3 separate regions of the Sus scrofa genome follow, and all the other regions are linked to region 1. Evidence: chromatin contacts called from public HiChIP or PLAC-seq data. All regions are on one chromosome and are shown on one strand. Each heading gives the region's core, a stretch centred on a gene start, on an enhancer-like site or on the middle of the called end of the contact. The rest is flanking DNA. Distances are from core to core; before and after follow the strand shown. Region 1 overlaps LPP (lipoma-preferred partner). Region 2 has its middle 140 kb from the start of LPP. Region 3 overlaps LPP (lipoma-preferred partner).

Evidence for each region. HiChIP or PLAC-seq counts read pairs in DNA pulled down with a chosen protein or histone mark.
Region 2: a contact with region 1 is called in an H3K27ac HiChIP or PLAC-seq map of alveolar macrophages. The contact joins two enhancer-like sites. A contact is called at or near these places in 1 of 47 Hi-C or Micro-C datasets (skeletal muscle) and 2 of 2 datasets of contacts at active chromatin or transcription factors (alveolar macrophages and skeletal muscle).
Region 3: a contact with region 1 is called in an H3K27ac HiChIP or PLAC-seq map of alveolar macrophages. The contact joins two enhancer-like sites.

The regions. Positions count from the first base shown.
Region 1 is chr13:126,049,238-126,052,228 of Sscrofa11.1, reverse strand. All of the region lies in intron 3 of LPP (lipoma-preferred partner), which reads right to left. Among named protein-coding and RNA genes, the nearest start is that of MIR28, 230 kb to the left of the region's middle. Within about 2 kb of position 1,463, at least 5 of the 83 cell types and tissues checked have an H3K27ac peak or open chromatin away from gene starts, as enhancers often do. A contact at or near this core is called in alveolar macrophages, where this site is marked.
Region 2 is chr13:125,639,802-125,642,792 of Sscrofa11.1, reverse strand. No RefSeq gene overlaps it. Among named protein-coding and RNA genes, the nearest start is that of LPP, 140 kb to the left of the region's middle. Within about 2 kb of position 1,597, at least 20 of the 83 cell types and tissues checked have an H3K27ac peak or open chromatin away from gene starts, as enhancers often do. A contact at or near this core is called in alveolar macrophages, where this site is marked.
Region 3 is chr13:126,341,835-126,344,825 of Sscrofa11.1, reverse strand. All of the region lies in intron 7 of LPP (lipoma-preferred partner), which reads right to left. Among named protein-coding and RNA genes, the nearest start is that of MIR28, 61 kb to the right of the region's middle. Within about 2 kb of position 1,580, at least 1 of the 83 cell types and tissues checked has an H3K27ac peak or open chromatin away from gene starts, as enhancers often do. A contact at or near this core is called in alveolar macrophages, where this site is marked.

The DNA of each region.
Region 1 (2,991 bases), core at 214-2,713:
CTGGTGTGAGGTGGTACCTCATAGTAGTTTTTATTTGCATTTCTCTAATAATCAGTAATGTTGAGCATTTTTTCATGTGCTTGTTGGCCATCTGTATATCTTCTTTGGAGAAGTGTCTATACAGGTCTTTTGCCCATTTTTTCATTTGGGAACTAGAGACTCTCATACTAAGTGGAGTAAGTCAGAAAGATAAAGACAAATACCATATGATTTCACTTATATCTGGAATCTAATACATGGCACAAATGAACCCTTCCAAAGAAAAGAAAATCATGGACATGGAGAACAGGCTTGTGGTTGCCAAGAGGGAGGGGCAGGGAGTGGGATGGACTAGGAACTTGGAGTTAATAGATGCAAACTATAGCCTTTGGAATGGATAAGCAATGGGATCTTGCTCTATAGCATTGCGAACTATGTCTTGTCACTTGTGATGGAGCATGATAATGTGAGAAAAAAGGATGTATACATGTATGTGTGACTGGGTCACCTTGCTGTGCAGCAGAAAATTGACAGAACATTGTAAATCAGCTATAATGGAAAAAAATAAAAATCGTTACAAAAAAATGCATCTCTTTGTGATAGTAAGACAAAATTTTATATAGGACACTGTTGAAGAGGGTCTCAGACAAACTGTACCACCTCATGATAAAGGTAAACAGAAAGTTAAGAGAGATCTGAAATCATTAATAAACAAAAGCAAATAAAGGTCACTGGACCATGGGCTGCTAATTAGAAGCATGAGTGCAGGATAGAACCCCTTGCCTGCAAATCCAGGTTCATCTCACTCACCCCTCAGTGCTATGTCTTGTTGGCTAACATATTCTGAATTACAATAATCACTCTACAGAAATGTGTTAAATAAATGAATAAAAGCCTTCAAAACAACACTGATTTTGCCATTCATTAAAGATACCAGATTCTGTCTTGCTCTTGATCTCTGCACATATTATTCTTTCTGTCTGAATATTCTTCCCCACCACTTTACCTTAACCTATAACTTTCCCAACATACAGTATCCCCAAATGCTTGCACCAAATAAGCATAAGCACATTAGCTACCCCTATTATATTCCAGAGCTCCTGTCTCCCCTTCATAGCACTGGCCATGATTCATGTCAGCATGAGTGCTTGATTAACAGCTATCCCAGCAACTAGACTAGAGGTTCCAAGAAAACAAAGGTCACGCCCATTTTGCTCACAACTGCATTCCCAAGTACCTGGAAAAGTTCCCAAGATATGGTTGTCACTCTTTGGGAAAAATGGAGGAATGAAATAAGACCTCCCCTCACACGATGGAGGAGCATCAGTAGAGAAATCTGCCTTGATAACACTACTTCCTCAGAGAATCTGTTCCCTCCCACAAACCCTGCTGGCAAAATGATTCTCATGACCACAATCCTAGAGATCTATGTGACCATAAATGGATACTTTGCCATTGTGAAACAAACCTGTTGCCCCTGTAATTTTGAGAGAATGAGTAAGCTTATCATGTGTAGAATAGAAGCAGAAACTGGAAGTTACCACTCTACACCCATCATATTTGTAAAAATTATAAAATCACATGATACAATGTGTTGGAGAAAACACGAATCCTAATGTTTTACTGGGGGAAATGAACCCTGGTGCAGCTTGTAAGCATTAAAAAAAAAAAAAAAGGCATAACACAGTGAAATTGAATATGAGAATGTACTGTGACCAAGCATGCTACTCCTAGTCACAAACCTGAGCTAAGATCTGCAAATTAATATAATTATTTAATCCATTAGTAATAATGGAGTGGTAGTTCCCATTCTGGGGGCAAGAGTGTGTATCAGAAATGGGGCAGGGGTCCCAACCATTACATGCTCATTGAATGTTCTTTGTGTATATGATTAAATGTATCTCACATATATTTGCCCAGTTTTGAAGTGTAGGCAATTTTTTCTCATTTGTTAAAAAAAATTAATACCAGTATTTTAGAACTATTCAAATTAAACAATTTAACCCATACAAGAAGTGTCTGATAAAACCTAAATCCTCCACAATTGTTATCTATATATTGTAATAGCACAGTATCACAATCTATAGGCATTAGAGCAAAGCAGCCAAGAATGAGATGTGCAGAGTCAGACTGCTTGGGTTTGAATCCTGGCTCAGCTATAAGCTTGCCAGCTATGTGACTTTGGGAAAGCAACTTCTCTGTGCTCAGTTTTCTAATCTATAAAACCAGTTAGATAATAGCTCCTGCCTTAGAGAGTTGGTTGTGAAAATTACTGAATTTAATATGTGTAAAAGACTTGGGACAAAACTTAGCATGTGATAATCATTAGGCATCATTATTAGGTAAATCAAAATACTATATATGTCTAAAGATGTATGCATATATAAGGACTACTCCAAACACATTAAAGCAGGGATCTATGAGTTAGAAGGGAAATGACGATGAAGGATGAGTCAAAGAAAAAAAAAATTAAAGGAAAAATGAAGACAAGGACAAGAGAGAAGTTCTTAAAGGACCAATTATGAAAATTTACCATCCTTGGAGTCACTTGTTAATTCAGTCTATGGGATCTGATGTACAGAAGAAAGAAAGAGCAGAGATGTTCATGGAGTCATGGGATGGAGGTACAATAGAGTGAAAGTCTTGAAACTCTTATTTCCAAGGACAAAAGAGCAACTGTGGCTCCCAACTTCATTCATGGCTTTCAACTTCTCTTAGATTTTCTAACATACTGCAAACCAGCCTTCAAGAGTTAGCTCTGTTTCTAGCTACTTTATAGTATTTGACTAAGAAAAGCCCTCAAGTGGAAAGATCAGATTTTCTGTGTTAACTCAGAAGGCAAAGACTTAAGAAGGCAGAATTCAGTATAGGAAACATGTTTCCAACTCATGATTCACCAACAAATAAACAGGCTCCAGAGAGTAATGAATCACTTATCACCTTAGATGTGCAGGCAGAGTCTATGCAAACATTAATCCAGGATTCAAGATCTGGATGGGAGCCTAAACTACT
Region 2 (2,991 bases), core at 348-2,847, 410 kb after region 1:
CAGTCCATAATGCATCATGGGGATGAGGGAGTGAATGAAATTCTTCTGGTGCTAGGAAGACATCTGTATATATAATATATATATTAAATTAAATACAGGATTGGGAGTTCCTGTGGTGGCACAGCAAAAAAGAATCCAACTAGGAATCATGAGGTTGCGGGTTTGATCCCTGGCCTTGCTCAGTGGGTTAAGAATCCAGTGTTGTTATAAGCTGTAGTGTAGGCTGCAGACACGGCTCAGATGTGGTGTTGCTGTGGCTCTGGCGTAGGCTGGTGGCTACAGCTCCGATTGGACCCCTAGCCTGGGAACCTCTATATGCCGCAATGTGGCGCTAAAAGGACAAAAGACACACACACAAAAATTAAAATAAAATAAAAAAAATAAATTAAGTATAGTATTAATTAATTTAATACTTGTAAAATATATTTAAAATGAACAGTTAATTGATATAATTAATTAAAAGTCTGTGATCTTGAAAAGAACCTTGAATTGACAGAGAAAGACAAATACAGTATGATATCACTTATATGTGGAATCTAAAAAATAAAACAAACGAGTGAATATAACAAAAAAGAATCAGATTCACAGATACAGAGAACAAACTAGTGGTTACCAGTGGCGAGAGGGGTCAGGGGGAGGAAATTAAGAAGTACAAACTATTAGATATAAAATAAGTTACACAGATATATATCGTACAACATGGGGGAATATAGCCAATGTTTATAATAACTATAAATGGAGCATAGCCTTAAATTTTTTTAAAAAAGAAACTCTGAATGGAGTTTGAGGAGTTGGTATCAATTCTGGCATCTTTAAAACAGATCTGCCGGGGAAGAAGCATTCCATCTCCCTGCCTGCGCATCTGCCCTTGTGAAATAGGTATAATGTCCCCTTTGCACCTTATAGGATTATCACGAGAGTCAAACAAAATATTGCACAGGGGTGTGTAAAAACTAAAAGGCAAATCGCACACACACTCAAACCCCAGCAGGAATAAAATACTGTTATATTAATGTTTAGTTATCACATAATGAAAGAATTTGAACGTGATCTTCCTTAACCAACAGTGATAGAAACTCATAACATGACAAGAGAGCTGGGTGTCCTGTAGGACTTAATTTTCATGTGCTACCGTGAGGCTGTCTGAGGAACTTATCTTATGAAACCCGAGTGTTACTTGGGAGCTTATCAGGAGTGTTTCATGAGGGGAAAAGAGAACAGAGCCTAGCCGTGTCATGGAATATTCCTTCCTTTCTTCCATTGCCCCCAGCCCGGTGCTGTTGCCTTTCTTGCTGTGTATTATTGACAGAGGAAATGCTGATTCATGGGTCTGAGTTACAGGAAACCTTGTTTCCTGGTGAAGAAACAAGCCTGGTGGTGCTGCCAGCCTCCTTCTCCGCCAGTTTCTGCCACAGGCCCTTCTCCCGGGGCCTGACTGACAAGGGGTAGAGCCAACTCGAGCTTAACCAGTGAAGTCACTTTCCCTTGGAATTGAGTTTAACACTCTGTTTCTCCAGACCCTTCAGCTCTGACTCCATGATACCTTTCCAGCTGGGTTCCCTCCCCGCCCCTCTTGCATCCTGAGCTGCAGCCACACATGACCACTCCCAGTCCTTTGTGAATGTCTTATATTTTCCAGTCTCAATGCTTTGGCTCACGATGTGCCCCAGCCTGGAATGGCCCCTGACCCAGTGTCGGTTCATTGAAATCCTACCCATGCTGCAGTTCTGCTCAGCAGCTACCTGCTATGTGAAGCCTGCTGGGTTTCCTTCTCTTTGTTTTTCTTCTTTTTAGTAGGGCTATTTCCAAATATGCACATAAGTGGACAAGCTGTATGGTGAAATTCTGGGTGCCCATCGCCCAGCTTCAGCAATGACCTGATTTCTTTGAAATAACACTTGATCCCTCCTTTTTTTGAACTTGTCTAGTAGCTCTTATGTTCTGTGCTTAATCCATGCTTCTGAACTGAGTTTGAAGAAGGTGAATTGAAGGATTTAGAATGCTCTGTTTACCCACCTGCCACAATGGGGAACCTGAAGCCCAGAGGAGGGAGGGGAGTTGCTCAATGTCCTAAGACAGGGAGTGGCAAGCTGAGATCAGAGTCTTCTGAAGGGCCTCGCGGTCTAAGTGGAAGATGCGGATAGTATTCTCATCACAAGTACATGCTCCTGGATCTCAAGCACTGCAGGAGTTCAGGTTAAGTGATTAGTAAGTGTGTGTTGAATGAATATATTAATCTTCTATCCAATTGATTAATACGATGACCTCTTAGGCTTTGCACAGAGCAGCCCCCTGGTCCTCTCTGTGCTGTAATCTGATATTAACATGCCAAAGATATGCATTGGAGATATCTGACTTAAATGGAGAGAAAAGCCATGTAAATTCTAAAGAACACTAAGAGTTGGTGAAAAGTGTATGTTGATAAATATTTTAAAATAAGTTCTGGGAGTTCCCGTCGTGGCTCAGTGGTTAATGAACCCCACTAATATACATGAGGACTCGGGTCTGATCCCTGGCCTCACTCAGGTGGGTTAAGGATCTGGCGTTGCTGTGGCTGTGGTATAGGTTGGTAGCTGCAGCTCCAATTCGACCCCTAGCCTGGGAACCTCCATATGTTGTGGGTGTGGCCTTAAAAAGACAAAAATAAATAAAATAAGTTCCGAGGTATTATTACATGGATTAGAATTCTGTAGCGGAAGAGCTGAAATGATCCTGAGTTAATCTGCACTAGAAAGTAGGAGAGAAATGGCCCTGAATTTTTTTTCTTAAATTCTGTGGTTTGGAGTACTTGTGCATTTGGTAATTTGGGAGGAAGGCAAGAAGAAAAAGTGTGGAAAGAGAGGGCAAAAACTAAAGAGCTGGTGGGGAAATAATGGCAGTTCTTCATCTTGATCCAGATGAGGCTCAAATCTAGGTTTTGGAAGGACAGCAAGAGGTCATCTGGATGTCCAGTCTGAGACACCCTGACTTTACTATGTCAAAAGGGAAGGA
Region 3 (2,991 bases), core at 331-2,830, 290 kb before region 1:
AGAGATTAGTTTTAGACATATTCCTGTTCAAAAGACTCCTCCTGAGAAGGCAGAAGACATTAAAGCTATCCTTTGACAAAATGTTTATGGAGTAATCTACTATGGGGCTAACATTCAGATACAGTAGTAAGGCAGATATGTCTCTGTGAACTCATGTCACAAACATAATTTCTAATATAGTATAGCCAAAAATTCATAAATGAATAGATGCTTAACTCATGTAATTGCCTGTAATTTTTCAGTATTTACTGAGCACCTACTATCAAATCCTTAAGACTTGTGATGGACAACATAAAGGTAATATTCATTGGAGTTCCCGTCGTGGCACAGTGGTTAGTGACTCCGACTAGAAACCATGAGGTTGAGGGTTTGATCCCTGGCCGGGAGCTGTGGTGTAGGTTGCAGACTTGGCTTGGATCCCGCATTGCTGTGGCTCTGGCGTAGGCCGGTGGCTACGGCTCCGATTTGACCCCAGCCTGGGAATCTCCATATGTTGCAGGAGCGGCCCTAGAAAAAGGCAAAAAAAAAGATCCAAAAAAAAAAAGGACAAAAAATAAATAAATAAAGGTAAATATTCACATCAAGCAGATATTGAGCACATATTACATGTCAGGCACTGTGTGTAAAACTAGGACTCCAATTCCCATCCCAGTGGCCACTCAGTCATGTGTCATTGTGCACAACCAATAAAAGACACTATGCACAGCCTGACTCCTTTTCCAATCTGCTACTGAGTCGGTTGGATTTGATCCAAACCTACTCATACCATTTGAACTTGTTATTGTAACAATCCTATTTAGTTGACTATTATGTAAATTAACAAAAAAGAGTGAAAATGTTTTAATTTAATTTAATTTAATCTTTTAAATCAACTATACTTTAATAAAAACATTTTTTAAAAGATAATAATGGACATCATATAATGACAAAGGGGACAATTCATCAAGAAGATATAACAGGAGTTCCCTGGTGGCTCAGCAGGTTAAGGATCTGGCATTGTCACTGTAGTGGCTTGGATTGCTGCTGTGATACAGTTTCGATCCTTGGCCCGGGAACTTCCACATGCCATGAGCGAGGCCAAAAAAATATAGTAAGGGACTCTAACTCCTCACCTACACCAATGAACAGATCATCCAGACAGAAAGTCAACAAGGAAACCACGGTCCTAAATAAAACATTAGAACAGATAGATTTGATAGATCTGTACAGAGTAGTTCATTTAAATGCAGCTGAACATACATTCTTCTTTTTATTGTTATTATTTTTTATTACTCAATGAATTTATTAATTTATAGTTGTACAATTTATAGTTATTGTAATAATACTATTTAGTCGACTACTGTGTAAATTAACAAAAAAAGAGTGAAAATGTTTTAATTTAAAAAAATAATATCTAAATAGAATGTTTTGAAAACTTCCATAGAAACCTCATTTAGAAAAAAAATTTATTCAGTAAGGTATGGATAAGCAGCTTTAAGATTTAAGGAAAAAAAAGCTTAAAAATTGTAAAGCATTTTGCATTCATATTGTTTCACAAGCGCCTTTAAATTCTCCTTCTCCTTTAAAGGAACCCAAATTGGAAATTGTAGAGGACCCATGACAACACTATGCACTATGACACACCACACACAAAGCCAACAGCCCTTACTCAATAAGCTTTGTTCATATAACAAAAAAAAATGAAATATGCATTTTGTAGTTTATTAAAATTGAGGTATAATTTTCAAGTAATCACTGAACCCATTTTATATGTGTTTTGACAAATTTTAAGAAATTCATAGACACTTCCAACTATCACAATCAAGTTCTAGATTATTTGCATTACCCTGAAAAGTTTCCTTGTGTTCCATTAGAGTCAGCCCTCTCCTCCAGCTTCAGAAAACCAAAGACTGTTTTCTGTTACTATAGATTAAATTTTCCCTTTCTACGATTTCATAAAAATTGAATTATATAGTACATCTTCTTTGTTGGGGGAGGTGGGGTGAGAGGTCTGGCTCATTTCACTCAGCATAAGGTACATCCATTCTGTGACAAACGGTAAGATTTCATTTGTATTTTATGTCTGAATATTCCATTCTTTTTTTATACATTCATCTATCAATGCACAAGGTCACTTCCATATCTTGGCTATTATAAATAATGCTGCAATAAACATTGGGTTGCATATTTCTTTTTAAAGTAGTGTTTTCATTTTCTATGGATAAATACCAAAAGCGGAATTGCTGGATTGTACAATAGCTCTATTTTTATTTTTCTGAGGAAACTCCATAGAATTTCTCATAGTGGCTGTTCTAATCTACATTCCCACCAACAGTGTACCAGGGTTCCCATTTCTCCACATATTTGCCAACATTTGTCATTTCTTGTCTTTTTGATATAATAGCCATTCTAAGAGTTGTAAGGTAATATCATTCATTGTGGTTTAAATTTGCAATTCCCTGATGATTAGTGATGCTGAACATATTTTCTTGTGCCTGTAGGTCATTTGTATTTCTTCTTTAGAAGTCTGTTCAGAGCCACTGCCCGTTTTTCAATCAGACCATTTATTTTTTTTGATGTTAAATTGTATGAGCTCTTACACATTTTGTCTATTAACTCCTTATCAGAATATGATTTATGAATATATTCTATTCATTAAGTTGATTTTCATTTTTGGATGTTTTCTTTCACTGTGCAAACATTTAAAAATTTTAGTGTAGTCCCATTTGTTAATTTTTGCTTTTGTTGCGCTGAGGAAACAGATCCACCTCAAAATATTGTTAAAATTAATGCCAAAAACTGTACTTCCTATTTTTTTTAGTTTTATAGTTTCAGGTCTTACAATTTAAGTCTTTAGTCCATTTTAAGTTTATTTTTGTACATGGTGTGGGAAAGCGGTTATTTTATTCTTTTGCATATAGAGAGATCCAGTTTTTCCAATAACATTTATTGAAGAGATTGTATTTTCTCCATTGTTATATTCTTACTTCCTTATTATAGATTAATTGACCA